Linked DNA regions of Ovis aries: regions 1 and 2 are each linked to region 3. Evidence: chromatin contacts called from public Hi-C data. All regions are on one chromosome and are shown on one strand. Each heading gives the region's core, a stretch centred on a gene start, on an enhancer-like site or on the middle of the called end of the contact. The rest is flanking DNA. Distances are from core to core; before and after follow the strand shown. Region 1 holds the start of SMIM27 (small integral membrane protein 27). Region 2 holds the start of NDUFB6 (NADH:ubiquinone oxidoreductase subunit B6). Region 3 holds the start of ACO1 (aconitase 1).

Evidence for each region. Hi-C and Micro-C count contacts between places; a contact is called where the count stands out from the background.
Region 1: a contact with region 3 is called in a Hi-C map of liver, with 4 times the contacts expected there. The contact joins the promoter of SMIM27 here to the promoter of ACO1 in region 3. A contact is called at or near these places in 9 of 16 Hi-C or Micro-C datasets (blood, hypothalamus, liver and 4 more).
Region 2: a contact with region 3 is called in a Hi-C map of hypothalamus, with 8 times the contacts expected there. The contact joins the promoter of NDUFB6 here to the promoter of ACO1 in region 3. A contact is called at or near these places in 14 of 16 Hi-C or Micro-C datasets (blood, hypothalamus, liver and 6 more).

What each region holds. Positions count from the first base shown.
Region 1 is chr2:101,690,307-101,693,849 of ARS-UI_Ramb_v3.0, reverse strand. It overlaps SMIM27 (small integral membrane protein 27), which reads right to left and starts at 1,430. Exons shown (of 2, transcript XM_027964598.3): 1 at 1,263-1,430; 2 at 726-936. The coding sequence starts at 1,307. The coding sequence ends at 814. TOPORS (TOP1 binding arginine/serine rich protein, E3 ubiquitin ligase) reads left to right here and starts at 1,116. Exons shown (of 3, transcript XM_060409530.1): 1 at 1,116-1,754; 2 at 2,897-3,091. The coding sequence starts at 1,635.
Region 2 is chr2:101,706,164-101,709,974 of ARS-UI_Ramb_v3.0, reverse strand. NDUFB6 (NADH:ubiquinone oxidoreductase subunit B6) reads left to right here and starts at 1,436. Exons shown (of 4, transcript NM_001185123.1): 1 at 1,436-1,615. The coding sequence starts at 1,436.
Region 3 is chr2:101,544,503-101,548,219 of ARS-UI_Ramb_v3.0, reverse strand. ACO1 (aconitase 1) reads right to left here and starts at 2,123. Exons shown (of 21, transcript XM_015093260.4): 1 at 2,048-2,123.

The DNA of each region.
Region 1 (3,543 bases), core at 181-2,680, 150 kb before region 3:
TAAGTTTGTTGCTACATTACCAACTTATTGAAAGTATTTTCTGGAAAAGTAATAAAATTTACTCACATATGTGTCATCTGTTTCTTCCCAGCCTATGCCATTCTCTCTGTACAATTTGAGACTGAATTATCTAACAATAAGTAAAAACTGGACAGGCTAAATAAAAATAATATGGTCAGTCACCTACTTTTTCTGGCCATTTTTAATCTGGAAAACACAACGTAGAAACTTGTTTAGTCACATGACAGTTTTTCTTACACTGTACTTAATCTAGTTGATGTGAAGGTATACAACGGAATGAAATGTTGCAATAAAAATAAGAACAGAAATTACAGCACACTTTGTTTTGACGGCTTTCTGGAGACATTTCAGAAGTATTTTAGAAACTCTAGATCAAAAGACTGTCAGATTTACTTTGCTTTGTTATCCTTCCTCGTGTTCTTTTCCTTCAACTCTTTTTGAACTGTAGCTCGCCAGGCTCCTCTGTCCGTGGAATTCTCCCAGCAAGTATATTGGACCGGGTTGCCATTCCTGCTCCAGGGAATCTTCCCTACCTAAGGATGGAACTGGTGTCTCCTGCATTAGCAGACAGATTCTTTACAACTGCATCACCTAAGATCCTTGTGCTTTGTTATATGAGAACCTAAAAGACAAACCTCTTGGTATATGAAAAATCGAGAATTAATGGTTACTATAACGGACGGTATACAAAAGTGAATTTGGAATCATTGTATTAAAGATTTTACTTTAAATCGAGACATGTATCAGACAGAGGTAAAGAACTGTTTATACATGAAATCAAATCCAGAGGAATTACAAATTTTCGTTCATTCCGAAGATTTTGTCTGGGTATTCCTTGCTTAGTTGTCGTCGTGCAGCTACAGTTGATGCATAGATGACGTATCCCCAGGAGAGCAATACGACCGCGAGGAGCAACTAGGAAATGCAAGAGTAGGAGTGAAAACAACCTGTGAGTGGCACGTCCTCCCGGCCCACATCAGGTTGCCGCGCACGTTGCTAAGGTGGGGATTTTAGTGACAAACTCGAATAAATGTGTTTCCGGAAGCGAGTTCACCCAGTAGCCCTTACGTAAGAAGCGGAAGACCGTGTCCTCCAGGAAGAGGCGGAGTCGAGGTTAGGGAGTGAAAGGCTTAATTCAAGAATGGATTTTAGAGTTTCTGGGCGCTGAGGATATAGGGGACCTTCCACCCGCGGGCCTCGAACGTAGACCCCCGTGGAGGCCCACCAAGCCCAATACCTACCGCGGAATAAATCCGGTCTAGGGTGCGGCGACTCACTGGCTTCATGGTAAGGCGGTGGCGGTGGTCCGCGGGCGCGGGCGGAAGCCGCAGGCCCTACAGTAACCTGCGGGGCGGTGGCTGCCGGGCGGCGGCAGCCATCTTTCAGCCGGGCGCGAGCGCCCGCCCACTCGCCTCCCCGCGCGTTTCCCATCAGCCCGGCCAGCCTCTTCCGCCCGGAGCTGGGGGGGCGGTGTCACGTGCCCGGGGGCCTAGCCCGCTTTAAGGGGAGGGAGGGAGAGAAACGAGAAAATAACGTTGGAGATGGGTTTGTTTTGCCGCTGTGAGGGAGAGGCTTGACTCGTCAACCGGTCTTTCAGGTGTAGAGCAGTATTAATGCGAGATAAGGTACCGTCATGTGCATTTAAAAGTTTATTTGGAAAAATAATCCACGGTTTAAGTATTACGCCGACGTCTAGCACTGAAAGAATTAATGTTTCTAACCGGATAACCACGGTAACCAGGTAGTTCGTGTATTCACCTTTTAGAGTACAACCTGCTTTTATATAACTGACGAGTCGTTGTGGGACTTCCTGTTACTGGAGTTTCTTAAAAGTTTTTGAGAACGCAATGGCTTGTTGATATCAGCTACTTTTAAGAAGAAATAACGTGGCACGAATTACCCGGCATAATGTAGCTGCCAATTAGCAAGTGCTCATCGAGCGTTTGTATGCTTAGAACTGTAGCACGATCAAATATGAAGCCAAAGGATGGGGTTTGGCACGCGGGCCGTTTTACCAAGTTCAGCTCTAGAATGTTCGGGATGCTTATATTTGAAGCGAAGAATGGGACAACCGGGCTGCGTCAGGCACCAGACGTTTTGTTTCTGTAATCTAAGCTATCACCTAAACAGGGTTTTAATACATATTTCGGAGAGCAGGTAAGGAAAAGACGTTATCTGTTTCGGGAAGATTTCAATTCCCACTGATTTTACGTCAGATGATAGTTCATCCTGACTGGAGTTGATCTCTCAAAATTGATTTGGGATTCCATTGGAATCCTGGTGGTGGTTCTTAACTTTTCAGCCCAAGTACATTCCCTTCCGGATAACTCGGTTCATTAATCGAACACCAGAGATAGTTTGAGTAACTTCTCGCAGAATTTGGCAAGGTTTAAATGAGACCCCAGCCCTTGTGGCTCAGCTAGTAAAGAATCCGCCTGCAATGCGGGAGACCTGGGTTCGATCCTTGGGTTGGGAAGATCCGCTGGAGAAGGGGAACGCTGCCCACTCCAGTATTCTGGCCTGAGGAATTCCCTGGAGGTCTCGCAGAGTCAGACGTAACTTTCAAATGAGACCAAGTTAGTTGTGTCTTCCGAGTAAGTCAGACGCGAACTTTAAGATCCCCTGGTATTTATTCGAGTTGACGGTACGTTAGCGATTTCGTCCTCAGGGGTCACGTCGCTCTCCTTCCGGGAGCGGAGGCAAGTGGGGGAAGGGCCGAGCGCGCGAAGGCCCGCCTTCAGTGCGGGCGTCCTCTACCGCGCATGCGTCACGCGGGCGGGTGCTGTGTTTTGACGCGCTGGGGGCCGGCGAAGTGGGTTTTGGTTTCTGCCCCCGCCCCCTGTCTGCCATTGGTGATGAGCGCTTTACGTCACAGGGGTCGCAGCAACCGCCGGGGTCTCCGCTGTCTCGCGAGGAGGGTGAAGCGCCCCCGCCTACTCCCGCTCCGGAGGGCCGGCGGAGAAGTCGTAGAGTTCGCCTTCGTGGATCCTGCCGTCACCGACCCAGCCTTCTGGGCCGCCGGGAACTGGCCACGAGCGCCCCAGTCCGGCCTGCGCCGGCATCCTCTGAGGTGAGTGAGGTCGGGAACAATGGGGCGCGGGGGTCGGAAGGGGGCCGGCACGGCAGGAGCTCCAGCCTGCAGCGAGGCCCAAGAGCGAGAGAGCTGCGGTCCGGGCCTGAGGCGCCGCGGTGAGCCGGCGGGCCGGGCTCCGGGCGAGCGGCTTCTGCGGCGCACCTGTGGATCCGTGCCGGTGGGCGGGGGAGGGCTGCTTTCCGAGAAGCGCTCCCGAAAGCGCGAGCCCAGCCGCGTACTGGAAGGAGCTTGGTCTCTGGGTGGGGGGGTTGGTGGGGGGAACCCGACACAAAGCACGAAATGTTCGAGTCTTGAGTCGTGGCATCGCTGCTGCCAGAGGTGTGACCTTGGATGGCCCCCTAATCTCTGAGCATGTCTGTAAAATGGGAGTAACAGTATTGGAGTTCGTTGTGATTATGTAATGCACGGGGTGCCTACCTTAGATCCTA
Region 2 (3,811 bases), core at 187-2,686, 160 kb before region 3:
ATGATTGAATGTAGAAGCAGCTATAAGAATTCTGCCATCATTTATTAAGCCAGACATTAGAAAAGTTTACAATGGCACTCTTCTAAGTAGTTTTTGTTAACAGATTTTTTAAAATTTTCCACGTTTTTATGTCTAATGCACTAAACATCAATAGATATAACCCACATCAATAATCTCTTTGGGGCTCTCTCACAATTTTAAGAATTTAAAGAGATTTAGGGAACAAAATGTTTTAAGAACAACTACTCTAAGGAGTCTTGGTTCCTTTTAATTGAAGATAGTATCTAGAGATCACAATCTAGGAGCTAGAGATATTCATGGTTACTGGGTTGGCCATAGTCCCTGGGCCGTTTCATAGGCAAATTTATATATAACATTACTACTGTCCTCCCTTTTTTGGATAAAAGGTACTATGTACACTTCCCTCCACGTAGCTTTTTTCCCACTGAACAATATTATGTTTCTAGGAACTCACTTCATTGCATTCGTTTACAATTTATTCAACTAGCCATTTGTTGAGGAATTTCCATATTTTATTATTTATGGTGCTGCAGTAAACAAATTTGCAATAGTACTTTTACTATTTACTAATAGAACAATAGTACTTTTACTACTATATCTTTAGGACAGAATTCTAGAAATGAGAATACCGGATCAAAGGGTGAATGTGTACAACTCTGCTATATACTGAGATTCTTTTTACTTCTACAGTACAGATGAAGGAAAGCTTCCCCCAGTGGCTCAGCTGCAAAGAATCCGCCTGCAGTGCAGACCCCGGGGTCAGGAAGATTTCCCCGGAGAAGGGTATGGCACCTCACTCCAGTATTCTTGCCTGGGAAATCCCATGGACAGAGAAGCCTGGCCGGCTACAGTCCAAGGGGTCGCAAAAGAGTCAGACACGACTTAGCAACTAAACAATAACAGCAACCGATGAAGGAACAGACTGAGACAGCTGCTCAGGGTCACTTTTTCAGTCACTGACAAAAGACTTAATGTCTCCACACACTCTGTAGGTCACAGGAAGAGAAAATTCTAAGGTGGGAGAGCAAATACAGCATTTAACACTTGGACGTCACATTCATTGAGTCACATATTCTCATTCTTCCAATATCCAGCACACCAGTTCTTCCTTAACAGAACCTCTAGTCCTCCGACCTCTCATACCCTTCAGGTAACTAAGCGGCCTCCGGCCCCCGCCCCCGCCGCTTCTGGTAGTTTGGACCAGTACCGCCGGCGAGGTGTGCAGGGCTTTGCGCATGCCCAGCCACTACGCGCAGGTTGGAGTCGCTCGGAGGCAGGAACGTAGTGACGTTATAACGGCGCGCCGCTCCCAGGCGTCCTCGCAAGGTCGCTTTGCAGAGCGGGAGCGCGCGTAAGTGACAAGACCCTGGTTCGGGTGCGCGCCGACTCCTGCTGCCTTGGTATCAGCAGCGACATGTCGGGGTATACGCCCGACGAGAAGCTGCGGCTGCAGCAGCTGCGAGAGCTAAGAAGGCGATGGCTGAAAGATCAGGAGCTGAGCCCCCGGGAACCGGTGCTGCCTCCGCGGAGAGTGTCGCCTGTGGAGCGATTCTGGAATAAATTTTTGCAAGACGGAGCTCTCTGGAAGAACGTGGTGAGTGACCGCCCTCCCCAGCCCCCACCCACTCTCGTCCCATCGCAGTCCACGGCCTGGCTGCTGAGACAACCTGTTCGCTATAGCTGCGTTAAGGACTAACTCGCTCTGCCCCCGGAAGTTCCCCAAGGGAGAGTCAGGTTCAGTCGAGACTTAGGCTTGTCTGGGACTCCCTCTGGTCCCAAGAGTCATGCGCTGGAAGTCAGGAGTTCGGAGCTTGTGTGGCTTTGGGATTGTCTTGCCCTTTGTCTCTCAAGTGTGATGAGAAGGAGGCGAATCTTTGCCTAGATTATACAGGATGCTACAGGTTTGGCTTTCTTTTGAACTGGGGAAACTTTTCCTCAGAAGGATGGCCAAGGATTCACTAGAGTTAAAATTCAATGATTTTAGTATCCAAGGACACTTTGTGATTTTTGAGGTTGAGATTACACAGACCAACTAACACTACCCTCGACTACCCGAAAGCAGGATAATCCTCTAGCTGGTAATGCAGCTCCTTGTTAATTACTGTAAAAGAAGAGGTCCTGTTGATATGTTGTTGATAGCTGTGAAAAGAAGAGAAGCGAAAAGCAAAGGAGAAAAGGAAAGATATACTCATTTGAATGCAGAGTTCCAAAGAATAGCAAGGAGAGATAAGAAAGCCTTCCTCAGTGGTCCCTGCAAAGAAATAGAGGAAAACAATAGAATGGGAAAGACTAGAGATCTCTTCAAGAAAATTAGTGATACTAAGGGAACATTTCATGCAAAGATGGGCTCAATAAAGGATGGAAATAGTATGGACCTAACGAAAGCAGAAGATATTAAGAAGAGGTGGCAGAATACACAGAGGAACTGTACAAAAGGGATCTTCACGACCCAGATAATCACGATGGTGTGATCACTCACCTAGAGCCAGACATCCTTGAATGTGAAGTCAAGTGGGCCTTAGGAAACATCACTATGAACAAAGCTCGTGGAGGTGATGGAATTCCAGTTGAGCTATTTCAAATCCTAAAACATGTTGCTGTGCCAGCAAATTTGGAAATCCCAGCAGTGGCCACGGCATTGGAAAAGCTAAGTTTTCATTCCAATCGCTAAGAAAGGCAATGCCAAAGAATACTCAAACTACTGCACAGTTGTACTCTTCTCACTCGCTAGTAAAGTAATGCTCAAAATTCTCCAAGCCAGCTTCAACAATACGGGAACCATGAAATTCCAGATGTTCAAGCTGGTTTTAGAAAAGGCAGAGGAACCAGAGATCAAATTGCCAACATCCGCTGGATCATCGAAAAAGCAAGAGAGTTCCAGAAAATCGTCTACTTCTGCTTTCTGGACTATGCCAGAGCCTTTGACTGTGTGGATCACAGTAAACTGTGGAAAATTCTTCAAGAGATGGGAATACCAGACCACCTGACCTGCCTCTTGAGAAATCTGTATGCAGGTCACGAAACAGTTAGAACTGGGCGTGGAACAACAGACTGGTTCCAAATTGGGAAAGGAGTACGTGAAGGCTGTATATTGTCACCCTGTTTATTTAACTTATATGCAGAGTACATCATGAGAAATGCTGGGCTGGATGAAGCACGAGCTGTATTCGAGATTGCCAGGAGAAATATCAAAACCTCAGATATGCAGATGACACCACTCTTATGGCAGAAAGTGAAGAGGAACTAAAAAGCCTCTTGATGAAAGTGAAAGAGGAGAGTGAAAAAGTTGGCTTCAAGCTCAACATTCAGAAAATGAAGATCATGGCATCTGGTCCCATCACTTCATGGGAAATAGATAGGGAAACAGTGGAAACAGTGTCAGATTTTATTTTGGGGGGGCTCCAAAATCACTGCAGATGGTGACTGTAGCCATGAAATTAAAAGACACTTACTGCTTGGAAGGAAAGTTATGACCAACCTAGACAGCATATTAAAAAGCAGAGACATTACTTTGCCAAAAAGGCCCGTCTAGTCAAGGCTATGGTTTTTCTGGTAGTCATGTATGGACGTGAGAGTTGGCCTAAAAAGAAAGCTGAGTGCCGAAGAATTGATGTTTTTGAACTGTGGTGTTGGAGAAGACTCTTGAGAGTCCCTTGGACTGCAAGGAGATCCAACCAGTCCATCCTAAAAGAGATCAGTCCTGAGTGTTCATTGGAAGGACTGATGCTGAAGCTGAAACTCTAATACTTTGGCCACCTGATGCAAAGAGCCGACTCATTTGAAAAGACCT
Region 3 (3,717 bases), core at 874-3,373:
ACTGGGGTCTGGCAGAGGCTGAGGAAGGGCCACCCACAGGGACAAACACCCCCCAACCCCGAAAGTGGAAAGGGAAAGAGCACCAAGACTGGGAATCATATTCCAATAAATGCAAGGTTGCACAACCACACACAGAAGTGATCATGGAGGAAAGGGAGGCAATAACATGCCTCCCTGTTCTCTTCGAAATCACTTCCGACCCACTTGGAAGCTCTTGAACAAACTCCTCCACACTTGGCACCGGCTCCCTATGGGCATGTCTCTGAACCCATAGGTCCTGTGTGCCACATCCCCACTACAATCTGAAGGCATACATAGGCCACCTCTGCAGGCACAGAAATAACCTAAGGCATCTGAGAGCCTTGCCAGTTTTCAGGAGGCGTGCAGGGCTCATTATCTTTTACGTGGGGACACAGTACTTGGGTTTCCAGAGTGAGGTCAGCTTGGTTGCAGCTACCAGAGGTTAACCATCCTTCCTTGGGGTGATCCGTGTTCCCATTCAGAGGAAGGATCACAAACAAGAAGCGGGATCAATGACTTGAGCCCCTGAAGCATTTCCTACTCCAGTGGTTCTCAAAGTGTGGTGCAGAGGACTCTAGGGATTCACAAAGTCAAAACCACTTTCATAATAATACCAAGATGCTATTTGATGCTTTTACTCACACACATTCAGGAGTACACAGTGGAGTTTTCCAGAGGCGATATGACATGTAATACCGCAACAGACAGTGCAGAAGCACGATATAAGAACCCTAGCTGCCACTTATTAAAACTGATAGGAGATTTGCAAAAATATAATACAATGATACTCTGGTCAGTAACATTCTATTTTGAAAGGTATGGTTATTTTCATAAACACATATCAACATATAATGCATGCATGTCTGTGTGCTCAGTCATATCAGACTCTTTGCTACCCCCATAGACTGTAGCCCATCAGGCTCCTAAGTCCACGGGATTCTCCAGGCAAGGATACTGGAGTGGGTTGCCATTTTCATATCCAGGGGATATTCCCAACCCAGGGATCAAACCCACATCTCTTATGTCTCCTGCACTGGCAGGTGGATTCTTTACCACTATTTTTAAATGAGATACTAAATATATTGAAAAATTCTGTTTTAGTTATACATGATAAATATTGAGACACATAACCCACATAAAAGCTCCTTAATATACTAATTTTTAAGAGTGTATAGGGGAGTTTGAGAACTGCTGAGAGGCTGTTTCCGACTCTCTGCCCCCGTTCCCGCAACACACACACACACACACACACACACACACACTCACTCACTCACTCACTCCTCCCTGGGTCTGTGAGTCTTTAGGATGGACTCTGTCCCCACTGCTGAGAGGCTGTTTCCGACTCTCTGCCCCCATCCCCGCAACACACACACACACACACACACACACACACACACACACACAGACACACACAGACACACTCACTCACTCCTCCCTAGGTCTGTGAATCTTCAGGATGGACTGTGTCCCCACCCCTTCCACCGAGGGTCTCTTCCCTCCTCACTCCATTTCCCCCTTACCACCTGGTGTGGACTCCCCGATCTGTCGGAACCCCAGTGGGAAATGTCCCTCCCTCGCCACCCCCAGCTCGACGAGGACTCCCCGGCGAAGCCCGCACACCCTCCTTGGGGGCAGGACTCCCCGCTTCAGTGTGCCGGGACAAGTCGCAGCGTGGATTCTCCCGGCGGCCCCCACAGCCTCGCCGACTCCCGGCTGAGGCCCGCACAAGCTCGGCGCGGACTCTCCCGGCGGCCGGCACAGCCCGGGCGAAGGAGGCCGAGGAGAGCCATTTCCAGTCCCGCCCCGGTCCTCGGCGCGGCACGGGCTGGGAACAGGGCGGAGGGGTCAGTCCCCAGGAACTAGTCCCGATTCTCCCGGCTGCCTTCCCGCTCCCCCGGGCGGCCCGGCGCGCCGCAGCCCGGCTCGGGGAGGCGGCCCGGGGTTCCGCCGACCCGCATTTCCCCCGCCGGGGCAGGGCGGCCGGCGCTCGGGCCCGGGGACCCGGGTTGGGCCGCGTCGTACTCACCGCGGGGCGCACGGCGGACTCCGACTGGCGCGGGGAACCAGGCTGGGGGCGCTCTCCCGGGCTGAGTCCAGCCGCTGGCGCCGCTCCGCCCCCTGTCGCCGCAGGGCCGCCAGCCGAGGGGCGGGGCCGGGCCGGGGCCGGGCCGGGGCCGGCGAGTGGGGCGGGGCCTGCGGGCGGGGCGGGGCTTGCGGGCGGGGCGGGGCTTGCGGGCGCGGAGACCTCGCCCGGGAGGGAGCGGGGTAGCTGGGGGTCAGCGGCAGGAAGCCGCCTCAGGACAGGATCCTCCCATGCTGGCCCAGGCCGGGGACACGCTCACTCTTGGGCGTGGAGTGTGACTGCCCAGCTCGCAGGGAAGGAGCTGAAGGGGCAGGTGAGAAATGCAGCTTTTAAAAATGATTTGACCGTCACTGTGGAGGCTTCCCTGTCCGACACCCCGGTACGTGGTCACCTCCCCTCTCTCCCCTTTGCCCCCACCCCGCCCCCATCTTAGCGCCTGGCAAAGCGAGCCGAGTGACTGCCAGGACTTCAGAGTTTCCATGGTTATGGAGTGCAAAGTTTCAGTGTTGTTGTTTTTTTATGTCTAGCAACGCTTCCTAATGCAGGCTGTTCACCTGTCAGAAGTCAGAGAAATGACTGAGTTGACTCAGCAGGCCTTCCTCACTGCGCCTAGTTTCTATAGGTTGGTTGGCGTCGCGCCTGCTCAGGCAAATTTGACTGATTAGATCTTTCTAGAGAAAAGGTGAGGGTTTTGCCCAACTTATATAAAGAGTGATTGTAGTTTTCTATCTTGAGTATATGGATATACGGCTTATAGAAAGAAGGAGTAGTGGCTATCCCCATAGGGGCCAACCTGTGTAACGTAGCGTTTTTAGCTTCCCAGGTGAGGCTAGCGGTAAAGAACCCGCCTGCCAATGCAGGAGACATAAGAAAAACGGGTTCATAACCCTGGGTTGGGAAGATCCCCTGGAGAAGGAGGAAATGACAACCCACTCCAGTATTCTTGCCTGGAGAATCCCATGGACAGAGGAACCTGGCGAGTTACAGTCCATGGGGTTGCAAAGAGTCGGGCACTGCTGAGCAACTAACACGGCTGCTACTATATTCAAGTTTGAAGAAGGACATATTTACTGTGTAGTAAACATTGCTTCCCAGGTGGCTCAGTGGTAAAGAATCCACCTGCCAGTGCAGATGGAGGCATGAGTTGAATGCCTGGGTCAGGAATATCCCCTGGAGGAGGAAATGGCAGAATCCCCATGGACAAAGCAGCCTGGCGGGCTGTAGTTCATGGGGTCGCAAAGAATTGGACATGACTAACTGAGCGCACACACACACATAACAAGCATTATATTTTTACTGTATGGGAGAAGACTTTCTTCCTACCCACTTTCTAAACTGTTACCATTCACATCCATTGAACAAACTTCCCTTGAGTGGACTGGGGTCCCCTTAGAGAGTATGTGCAGAAGGCTGAGGGGTAGGGAGAAAAGACATCCAGCTAAATTTTGATTCTTAACCAAGGCAGCCCTTCACAAAGCAAAATTTCTTAATGTTTAATGGTAACATACATGTAATAGGAGAGCTGATAATCCTTGATAGGAAATAATTAAATCAGAACTATAAAAGGAATTGAGATTTATTAGTAAACGCTCTGGCCAAAACAGTGAAGGAAA